2 separate regions of the Canis lupus genome follow, and region 1 is linked to region 2. A link is a contact called in public Hi-C data. All regions are on one chromosome and are shown on one strand. Each heading gives the region's core, a stretch centred on a gene start, on an enhancer-like site or on the middle of the called end of the contact. The rest is flanking DNA. Distances are from core to core; before and after follow the strand shown. Region 1 has its middle 9.4 kb from the start of OSR1. Region 2 has its middle 37 kb from the start of RDH14.

Region 1 (5,422 bases), core at 404-2,903, 690 kb after region 2:
CCCACTCCCACCAGTGACAAAAAGCAATCCATTCCTGCCCTTGCTATTGAGTCTCACAAGCAAGAGTTCAATGAAACCAAAGGTTGAAAAGAAATTAATTATGCTTACACCTCCCCAGAGATGGCTGACTTGCTAAGAGCCAATTCTATGTTTAGAAAGAAAAAAAAAACAAAATTCACTCCACTCATCCATCCACCCCACTTTCCAAAGTCCTTCTATTTTCTAATTGCTGGAGCTGGAACTAGCACTGGCCAAGAGGGGCATCAGATAGCCGGGGGCTTGGAGGGGCTGGCTAAGAGGACCATTCCTGCAGATCTGTGCATGAAACAACATTGTACAACTACCTTTTCTTTAGGCTATGGACACTGTAGTACAAATCAAAGAAAGCACAAATCCAAAGACGATTTGTAATTGGGTGTGTTTGCAAAGTGAAAGACCCCTTGCCACGTATTCGGTCACACTTCCACACACATGGGCCCCTCCCCTGCCGGGTCCGACACCTCAGTCTGCACCCAGCTGTTATTTTCTCCCTAGGCATATGCCACAGAGGAGTGGTTAAGTAGGGCACTTACATTTTATCACCCGCCTTCCTCTCTCTACCAAATATAACAATAATCTGTGAACTGATTTATCCATTTGTCTTCGTGGAGTTAAAGAAGGCCTCTTCCAAGTTTTCAAGGAAGGTTCACGACCACCAGTCCACGTGACATTCTTCTTCCATCCCATTTCATTATCTCTGGGTGCTGAGACAGTGAAGACCAGAAGAAGATTCTCTTAGGAAGGCAGCTTGGGAGGCAGGCTGCTTCACGATGCTGGGAGAAGCATCTCTAGTCCCTTCACGTGGTGCTTCGTAAACGCCAAAGTTGTTCTGCAGCACATCAGGGCCCCTTGTTGGTTCGAGTGGTGAATAGATGATTGAGAAAACGTGTATAACTTTGACCTCTACGCCAACTGAGCGAGGTAGGTGGGAAGGCTATTACCTCCACCGTAGAAGGAAAAGCGAGGCTCAGAGAAGGGCAGGCACTTGCCCAAAGCTTGTGAGTGGCAGGAAGAGCTACAACTGGGTCTTCGGGCCCCTTCCCTCAAAGGAAATGCAACTTCTTCTTCTTCCACTGACATGAGGTTTGACAACCCCCTCCCCTACTGTCTCAGGTCGCTTGTGAATTTTTCATCTGAAACTTATGCAAACTGGGCCCAACCACCATTCTGGCTCTCGCAGCGGCCCAGGAAGCAGGGCTGAACGGCCAGGGTGGGTGACCACGCCTGTGCCCCGAGAGCTCCGCTGGGCTGGAGGGCAAGGCTTCCGTCTCAAAGACCCTGCTCCAAAGGACGAGCTGCGCTGCCCGCAGGGCGGGGGCGGCCCGCCCCGTCCCCGCGCGGAATCCCAGGGACCGCGGTCCACCAGCGGGACTCCCAGGGGCTCCAGCCCGCATCGGCCGTGCGCCGCCCTCCGGCGTTACCAGCTGCAGCCCGCACACGCCGGCAGCGGGGTACGCCCGCACGGCCAGCCCTCCGCGCTCCCGACACCTGAAAGCGGGCACCGAAGACGGCGGCCACTGCCCAGGTGCGCAGCGGGACCTGGAGCGCCGCGACGAGTTCCTTCTGCGCCTGCGCGCAGAGCATGCGCAGTGGTGGAGGCGGAGGGGGTCTAAGGGGGGAAGCGATGTGGGCGGGGCCAGAGGAACGATGTGGGCGGGGCTAGGAGAGCGGCGTGGGCGGGGCTAGACCCCCGCCGCAGCTGCTGCGCCGAAACCCAGCGCGCGGAGAGAGCGTTGCTAACCGCGAGGTGCCTGCTGGCGGGGGCTGTGCCGGGCACTCTCCCTCTCTCGGGGCGCCCACCGACGCTTCGGGGTGCGGACCCTATCGTACGGGAACGAACGAATTCTCCGCGCGTTTCTGGCAGGATTCGCAGGGCGGGGCCAGGAGATGTGGGAGCCGTGGTGTCACCGCCTGTCTGTGACGTCACAGGACGGAGTAACCGAGATGCGGCTGTAGACTCGGCGGGAGGCCTGTGTGACGTCACACAGTGCTGTGCTAGTGCTGTGGGCGGTGGGGCGGGATGCCTCCGAGCCGGCGCTGGAGACCCCGGGATTCCAGGGGTGGGGTCGGGTGTGCTATCACCACCGCTTCCGCGGTCTTGGAGCTGCGGTGGTATCGGGGAGCCCTAGACCAGTCCACTGAGTTTCTCCCTTACCCAGGACCCTGTTAGCCCCGACTCCCGTGGCCAAGAGGTCTGCAGGGGAAAACGGCCCATCCTACACCCCCGACCTCTGGCTACATTCCGAAGGAGGAGGTGGAACCTTTACCTCTTACTTTGGGGAGAAGCCCCTGAGAGCCTTTCCCCAGAGTGCTACTGACCTCCCAGAGCGGAGAAAGCTTCAGGCTGCTTCCAAGGTCTCCTGTGCCTTTTACCCATGCAGCAGAGGTCCAGCCTAGTAGCCCCCCCCCCATTCCCTTGCCCCCCACAGGAACAGCTGGCCTAGCTGGCTGCGTGGGGAAGGGCCCCAGCTGGACTCTCCTCTCCCTTCCTTCACTCCCTAAAACCGACCTGAGTCACTCTGCGCACCTGAGACCAAAGAAGCTTCATGTCTGAGGACTGGGGTCGGGGGAGGAAGAGGAGGGAGAGGGATGGGATCTTGGAGGGGTGTACCAAGTTGTCCTCTTGCAGGGTGTGCAGGTAATAAAACCCACCCAAGCGTTTTGGGCATTCTCCTTGCCTCTTCTTGCTCCCCACAGAGTAGGAGCTGGAAACTGCCCCCAACCCCAACCGCGTTGCCTGGGAACTGTAGCCTGTGTGGTGTCTGGGGGCCCGCAGCCCCAGCCCGCCCTTCCACTTGCTCTGCTGTTACTACACAATCTCTGAAACTACTGTCAGGGTATAGATGCGGCGAGCTGTGCTGAGAAATGGCTTCTGGGTCCACCGGGATGATCGTGAGCCACTGGTAGAGCCAAGCAAGGTGGAAACATTGTGAGTCAGTGGAGGTCTTTGGTCAGTGCCCTGCCCCACTCCCCAACGCCTCTCTACAAACCGTGTGCTGGGAATCCATCGTCTAAGGATGCACACTTGATATTGAAAATCTCTCAATTCCAGGGCCTAGGACGGAAGGCCGGGGTTCAGGTTACCAGAGATGAGGTGGGCCAGAATGGAAAAACCTCCCCTGTGAACTTCTCGCATTTCACAGCCTTCATGAGGTCTTTGGAATGAAGCTAACTGCAGAGGCCCTAGGTGTCCCGGGGGAATGGGAGGTGGCTAACCTGCGATGGGGGGATGGAGGGCGGGGTGCAGGGGCAGGAAAGAGATCCTTAGAAAGAGCAGAGGAACTGAGGAAGGTGCTCTCTCGGGTCCTCGGAGCCGCCCACAGCTTTCCGTAGAGGCTGTGTGTAACCAGACACTGTCGTTTTAGAACAGCCAGGTCCCCAGACCTCAGAGAGCTACTAAAGGAACTGATGTGGCTCCTACCATGAGCCCTAACATAAGCCTTAAGACCTTACTATGGCCTGCGCTGCGCGGGGGATAAAGCCCTCGAAGCCCCCAACCCCCTCCCCCCCATCCTCCCTCTCTGAGCCCAGAAATCGCGGTTCTCTGGGGTCCAGACTCCGTTTCTCTCCTGGGGAGCGTCCCCCTGAGGCTGGGGGGAGAAGGGCTGTGATCTTGCTCAACCAGCGGAGATATCCCGGCAGAGGACCGTCCTCCTCCGCCGCGGGCCGTGGCACAGGTCGAGAAGGCTTCGAGGGCACGACCAGGCATCTCGGTGAGGGGTGGGCAGGGCCTGCGGCGGAGAGTCCGTCTAGAGAGCGCATCGCGAGGAGCTGTGGGGCGGACACCGTGAGGTGCCCCGGTCCCGGGCCGCCCCTCCAGGCCTGTCCAGCAGGGGGCAGCGTGGCTCCGAAGGCGGAGGCCCCGCCGAGGCCACTGGGGCGAGTTGGGCTCCGCAACCTCGCAGCTGCGAGCCCCGCGCTGGGCGGGGAGGGCCGCCCTGGGGCGGTGGGGATGGTGCGGCCCGAGCTGGAGCCGTTCGGCTCCTACGGCCCGAGCTGGCTCGCTCAGGTCGCAGGGCCCTGCCGGCCCCCGGGTGTCCGCGGCCGGCCGGGCACACGAGCCCGAGGGGCTGCGCGCTCCGCCTGGGAAAGGCCGCGGGCGCCACCGCCTGCGCCGCCCTGCGGTCGGGGCTCGGGAGCCGGGCAGCCCCGCCCCGCCCCAAGCCGGAGAGCCCCGCGGCCCGGCCTCTAATTGTGGGAAAACGAGACGCCCCGGGGAAGGTTCAACTTGTGGAGGGCCGACTCAGATTTCCCCTCCTAAACTTCCCGGGCCTCCCAGGGCGCCCGCCCCCGCCATTCCTCGCAAGGCTTTACAAACTGTAGGGAATCTTCGCGGGCGTGGAGCCGTGCCCCGGGCAGGGGACGCGCCCCAGCCAAAGAATTGTGCCTGGGGGATCCTTACAACCCTAGGGAGGGTTGTAGGTTTGGGGCTTTGGGGAGGCGGCGATGATTGTGCAGGTGCAGCCGGGTATTGGGGACCAGGGGTCAGTACTTGTCCCGAAGGACACCCCCTTCCCTCCCCCGAGCAGCTGCAGGAGGCTGGTACGGAAGCCTTTGGTTGAGAGGTGGGTGACACTCTGTCCCTCTTAGTGGACCCTAAGCGACCCCGGCATCCGGAGACGTTGAGATTGCTCACGGCTGATGTAGTGGCCGCGGGCTTGGCCTCTTTATAAACCCCCAGCCCTGTGGAGTTGAGGCCTGGGGACGCTGAGACCTAAGGCCGAAATGGAGGAGTGGACTGAGCAAATAATCCCGGGACGGGAGGCGGACCCCCACTGGGAGAGGGGACGCTTCCCCAGGGATCTCAACCCCATCACCTCAATAAGGCGGGGCCGGGGAAGTGGGGCAGGTTGGAGCCCGTAGAGGAGCCTCCCTGCGTCCTGCGTTTGGGAGGGAAAATACCTAACCTACAATGCCTGTAAAATAACCGTTTATTTCATATTTTTAAAAAACTCCAGTGATAAATGTCCGTTACCGATGGTCAGCATAAAGTGCCAATCGCAATACAACGCCCTGCTCCTAGCCGGCTGCTCGCTCGTGGTGACTGGGCGCGGAGCAGGGAAGCCGGAGGCGCCCCCCCCCCCCCAGCCCCGGGGCCCGAGGCCCCCAGGCCCCCGCCCCGACGGCTGCGCTGCGCGGAGCAGGGAGGGGGCGTCCGCGCCCCGCGCTCCCAGGGCCGGGCCGGGCCGCTGAAGCAGATACACGGATTACACTTTTGCAGGCTCCCGGGGGTGGGGATGGGGACGGGAGGAGGGGGTGGAAGCTGCGATCGCGCAGGACTTCTTTCCCGCTCCCCTCTCTCTCCGCAGGCAGAGTTACAAGCTTATATGGTCAAAGAAAAAAATAATAAAGAAAACGTATAAAATAACAATAGAAAAAGTAA
Region 2 (6,037 bases), core at 1,262-3,761:
CTGAGGGCCACACACTGTGTCAGATACTGAGGATAGAGTGACTCAGACATGGTAGTTGCCCCTTGAACCCACCTTGCTCCTTAATAGGCTGTAGTTGAGTAGCATTGTCTATGGGCATCTCTTCTGTAGGACAAAGAGTTCCCCACTAACCAGCATTTTTCATCGCTGCTCTTTCATGATTCACACCAAAAAAAAAGTCTCGCTTGAATTTGAAAAGAAAAGAAAGGAAAGAAAGGAAGGAAGAAAGAGAAAAGAAAGAAAGAAAGAAAGAAAGAAAGAAAGAAAGAAAGGAGGAAAGAAAGAAAAAGAAAGAAGAAAGAAAGAAAGAAAGAAAGAAAGAAAGAAAGAAAGAAAGAAAGAAAGAAAGAGAAAGAAAGAAAGAACAGAAGAAAGAAAGATGAGAAGTAAATACATTTGACAATAAATCTGAAATCATAAACCTTGGGATTCCTTTTATAATACCATGTACTTTGAAATCAGGCAGTATTTTTCATTCAACATAGATTTCAAGGTAGCTCAAAGAAAACATAGGATTAACTGTAAGTAGTGGGATAGTGAGTGGGAGCCAAACTTCCAAATAAACACATCAGAGGCTTGGTCTAAAAAAAGACAGAACACAAATAACCTCCCCTTGATGTGCCTACAGTTTCATTTAACTGTCCCTGGGTCATGAACTAATTTGCCAAAAGGAGGTTAACTTCAATGCAACAAGGCAGCATCTCAGGAAACAGGTTTTATGCATGTGGTCTGTAGAGGCTGGGCCACTCGAGGCCCTGCCAGTGGAATGGCTCTCCCGTGAGCACTTTTGAAAACTCTTTAGTATACATTAGCTAATGGACAGTGCTTTCAGAAATTGGGAGAATATGTTCTTCACAAACATGGGCTTGGCTTATACCCAAATGCTGATGTCTCCAAGTCAAAGAATTAGCCCAAATAAATATTTTTTGAAAGGCGATGTGACCTTGGGCAGCCTACTTCCCTTCCCAAGCTAGGTGTATTCCCTATAAAACAAGGAGCTTGCATGAGCTGCTCTTTCAAATCCCTTCCAGTACACGGAGGCCCTTCCCCAAAGACTCAGCGCAGGAAGGCTGGCCTCTGCCCCTAGAAGCTTCCAACTGAAGGAGAACAGTCAAGTAGCCAAAGTCCTCGAGCTCAGCTGTGGGGTGGTTTGTATTCATGCTAATCGTTCAGAACTCTGGGACCAGAGGAAGACCAACAGCATTATATCATTTCCAGGCAAAGACCTAAGTTCTCATTTCGGGTCGCATGATTTCTCCCCGAATTTTACACTTCATCATCTGCTGCCTCGTCTGACCTGACTCAGTGAGTCTGCTGCTTTTAATGTGTGTGGAAGTTACCTGGGGATTTCGTTCACATGCGCATTCCTGGGCCTTGCTTCAAATGACTCTCATTCAGTGGGTCTGGGCTGGAGCCAGGGAAGAGGCATGCTTCACACGCTCCCCCCCGCAAGGATTCCTTGCTTCCAGGACCACTCTTTGAACTATTCTGAATTCGGAATCTGTCCCCTTCACATCCTTAGTCTCCCACAGGCCAGGGACCCCTCTGACGCAGAGGGCGTAGCCAAAGGGACATGCCAGGTCTTCAACCCAAATTTGATGGGAAGTGCATCAGTGAATGAATAAGGCACAGATAACAGGGCAGCACACTCTCGCCGTGAACTCCCAAACACTGAGGTCACCTGGAACTCTCCGGGCAAAGCTTGAAAAGCTAAGATGAGTGAGAGAGGGGTGCAAGACAGGCTCCAAGGCTGCGTCTCTGTCCTATCACCAGAAACAGTAGGCTGCTTGCTGGGGGATGCTTCTTCTCTCGCAAACACATTTATCCAGAGGGAGTCCCTAAGCCTCCCCTATATTTTAAGCTGCATCCCTCAAAATGTCAAAAGTGGGATTAAAGTGTAAATGATTGTCAATTCACTCCTGTCCCCCTGGTACGGTGCTGAGCATTAGGGGCCATCTGGGGATGTAGGGCAGCAGAGGGCGGGGCATTGGGGACGGTGTTTAAATGTAACTGAATAGAGTGAGCTCCGGTGTGTCTTGGGAGGATAAAGCAGTTCACAGGCTGCTACTTTTTTGTGACATAGCTTTTATGGGGGGAGAGCCAGAATATTAAGCTCATTGCTTCCAGATGGGAAGGTTGGACAAGACAGTGGGGCCTTGGCTCGGGAAGCCTGGACGCCGTGGTGCGATATGGATGTGACATATTGAAGTAATCGAGATAGAAGATCTGGCTTTAGCCAAGGCTGTCAGATAGATACTTTTTAAAACATTACATGGTTTGTAACAAGGTATTGTGTATCCTCCCAGAAACCCTGCCGCCTCGGTCTCTGGGAAGGCGGTGGGGGGAAAAGTGTGCTTATTTTGCTTGAGTTACTAAAGCTCCTTTTATATATGAGGAATTTGGCATCTCCCGGCTGGGAGCGGCTGAGCCAACAGTCCGATGCACTTGTAATGTAGATCATGCTAGTGACTCGCTAAGTAAGTCCAGGTGCTTGCATAAGAGGCAGGGTCCTAAGCACTCCCTTATTTGAGCCCTGAAGCAATCATGGCCCAGCGCCTCAAATGAGCCTCAAATCTGTTTAATAAATCATCTGTCTATTTATAGAGTTAATCCAGGGAGAAATCCTTCGGGTTGTCTGATGGGGCCTCTCCCAGCAGAGGGCGCCCCATGCCCACCTCTTGAGGTCTGGGCTGCTCTTGGTTTGCTGGGGGTTTCAGCTCCCCTGGAAGCCCTTTGTCCAGTCCTTTCCTTCTCCTGTAACCCTCAGGCCCTGGATGCAGACTTAGGGACCAGGCCGGGGATGGGGAAGAAAACCTAGATCTCTCTGGAGGTCTCCTCCTTATAGTCCACGGCAAGGGTTTTGTTCTGGATCGGCCTGCCCACCTACCCCATGGAAAGGAAAAGAAGGTCCAGCTGCATTTGGAAGTCCTCAGTTTGCAACGTGCTGTCTTCCTTGTAATTCTTTTAGTCAGGGCACTAAGTTCCTTGAAGGAACTTCACACCTGAGAACAGGTTGGGACGTCCCCATGGAGCCAGTGTCTGCTTCACATTTCAAAGCCTGGGAACTGTTAAGCTTGTGTTTTGATTAAAATTTTGCATTAGCTTTTCTTCCCCCTTTCAATGCAATTTCAGGATATTTAATTTCAACCAATCATCTGAGGGGAGGGGGGTGGGAGAGAAGGTATGTGATGTGAAACAGCACACAGGGAAAGCCAGCCAAGTCAGAAAAGAGAGCAGCTCTGGCTGTGTAGATGTGACAACTGAAATCTCTTTTGTTCTCCCAGGCAGGCTCTGAAACCAGAGCCCCTCAAGGACAGGAGATCTAGCCCCCAGCTTGGAATCAAGGCGACCAATTGTCCAGGCTGGCCTAGACTCTGCTGCCTTTGGGGGCCATGGGCAAGTCCTTGAGAGTTTTCTGGCTTTGGTCACCTGGTCGAGCTCTGCCTACCATTGCCACTGGTCATGGGGATATGGAGACAAAAATAGCAAAACTTCAGAAAAGCCAGTCTCTGGAGGCTCTGGTGGGACATTAGTTATAATATCCTAGGCTCAAACGTCAGGTTACAATGATTACACTAAGATAAATGAAGGGACGTTAGGCAACATTAATTCACCCCTGTCTTCTGTAGGATGGCAGTCACTTATTCAAATGTCTGCAGGGGCCAGGCAAGTAATGCAAGCATAATTATGAGAGCATTCCTGGCAAACGGCAGGTGTGCAGGAAATATCTGTTGATGGAATGAGTGAATAAGAGTGCATCTGGTATGAGACATTAGGGAAGGGTGGGGACCGTGTTGCATGTACCGGCTGTGGTGTTCAAGTTACAGTTCTTGAAAACACTAAATGTCTTCTGAGCCAAAGGCTACTGATTTGTATCTCTACACATCCTTTTAAATATGTTATGCCTACTTAAAAAACCAAGAAAGGAGGAAAATAAATTTGGTACTATAGAAAACCCCAAATCTCCCTAGTTGAGCCTGATTCTAATATCTTACTCTTGCTCATAAATGCAATTCTATTTGCCATTCTACTTACCCACTTGGATTAGGTTAACACAGTCATTTTGGAAATCATATGTGTGGATGGTATCATATAGAATGAAGGATCATAAAAAATTCTCGATTGCAGACCTCTCTCTGGGAGGCAGACTAATGAGCTAATGACCAATCTCCACATCATCTTCTTCAAAGAAACCCCCCACCAACAAAACCACAAGGTTATGATAGAGCCAGAGGGACAGCTGGCCTTGATTTTAGACCTGGTCATGGGACTGGGCTCTCCTTAGTTCACTGGGCTGTTTGCGAGGCTTCATGAGATAATGTCACATGAAAGGGCTTTGTCAAGCGCAATGTGCTGAATGAATAAAAAGAGTTGACGCTATCAATTTGGGGGAGAGAAACTGGAAGGATAGTCACATACCGGTTCATTCCATCCCTTAAATTGGATTATTGGCAGGAATCTCTCTAAAGCTGAATAAAATTCTTCTATGTATGGGTCAATCTTTGTTGCTCCCTAATGTTATTTCTGACTTAACAAGTGTCAAGCGCACATTTGCATGTTAGCTGTGACCATCCCTCAGTGCTCACCGACAGCCCTGTCCCCTCTTTAGAGTGGATGGGGGGTGAGGAGCTGTAGGGTCAGACACCATATAGTCTGCTCCTCTGCCTCCCCCCGACCCCCGTCCTCCCACAGTGGGTCCCATTCTCAGTCAACTGCTGTTTGCACTTTTTTTCTTTTCTTTTCTTTTCTTTTCTTTTCTTTTCTTTTCTTTTCTTTTCTTTTCTTTTCTTTTCTTTTTCTTTTCTTTCTTTTCTTTCTTTTCTTTTCTTTCTTTTTTTTTTTTTTTTTGAGAGAGAGAGAGAGAGAGAGAAAGAGGAGAGGGGAGAGGGAAAGAGAATCTCAAGCAGGCTCCACACTGAGTGCAAAGCTGGACACAGGACTCCATCTCACCCCCTTGAGATCATAACCTGAGCCGAGATCAAGAGTCAGATGCTTAACCGACTGAGCCACCCAGGCACTGTTTGCATTTCTGTTTCTGTATTTACCTCAAGGATTTGGAGTGCAGATTCCCTGTATTATATTCTAGGTAAACATGTAGTGTGATCTCATCCTGGAGCCTACGGGAGTATACCTAGCATTGCTCATAAGCAGGTAAAGGGAAGGGGGGTGGCTAAAACCAGCTCTTTCTGCCAGAACCAGCACTGCTCTCTGCTTTGGTGGAGGCAGATGCTTAGAGTTATGTTTCCAATAAGAGGCATGGATTTGCACTGCCTAATGATCAAAGTCAAAGTCCTAAGCCTGGAATTCGAGGCTCTCCAAATCTGGCAATATCTTTCTGGTCATATCCTCCCCCACCTCCTTATAAGCACCCAGGGCTTCAGGCATCACGGAGCACCCCCCTTCTGCACACACATTCCACATTTTCTCACATCAAGCCTTTATACATATGATTTTTTCTGTCTGAAAATCTATTCTGGACTGTCTTCTTGCTACATTCATGAGCATTTTTAGAGAGAAATGCTTATATGCCCTTCATATTTTCACAGAGAAGGAGAGGAAAGGTGGAGGGTTTCCTTATCCTCTCCAGGGGTGGAAAAGTAGAGGAACATTTCTGGTCTTCTCTCTACCTCTCACAAGGAAGGGTTGACAGGGCCCAGGACCTACACATACACTGGCTCAGCCCTCCCTCCCTATTTGGAGGGCTCCCTCTGTTTGCAGGCCAGTGGCTTCCTGCCTGGTCCCTACCAGCTGCCTGTGGCCAAAGCTTATTGCTGCCTTCTAGAAGCAGTCACTACAGCCCACTCTCTGTGCTTGTTTGTCCACTGGGGAGGACTGGCCCGAACTAGTGATGCCCCTGCTTTAGGCAGGCTAAGCACATCTGCTCTGCAGACCCTCACAGGGGCCTCCCAAGCTTCAGATGCAAGGGCGGGGGTGGGGGATGAGGGGCGGGAGTAGGCCATGTTCTCCCATTCAGAGGTAGCAGCAGGAACACCGATGATTTTAGCTTCTTCATGTGACT

Evidence for each region. A called contact is a pair of places that touch in the nucleus more often than the background predicts.
Region 1: a contact with region 2 is called in a Hi-C map of skin fibroblasts, with 2.4 times the contacts expected there. The contact joins two enhancer-like sites. A contact is called at or near these places in 2 of 9 Hi-C or Micro-C datasets (amygdala and skin fibroblasts).

The regions. Positions count from the first base shown.
Region 1 is chr17:14,541,243-14,546,664 of UU_Cfam_GSD_1.0, forward strand. No RefSeq gene overlaps it. Among named protein-coding and RNA genes, the nearest start is that of OSR1, 9.4 kb to the right of the region's middle. Within about 2 kb of position 1,654, at least 14 of the 20 cell types and tissues checked have an H3K27ac peak or open chromatin away from gene starts, as enhancers often do.
Region 2 is chr17:13,847,675-13,853,711 of UU_Cfam_GSD_1.0, forward strand. No RefSeq gene overlaps it. Among named protein-coding and RNA genes, the nearest start is that of RDH14, 37 kb to the right of the region's middle. Within about 2 kb of position 2,512, at least 2 of the 20 cell types and tissues checked have an H3K27ac peak or open chromatin away from gene starts, as enhancers often do.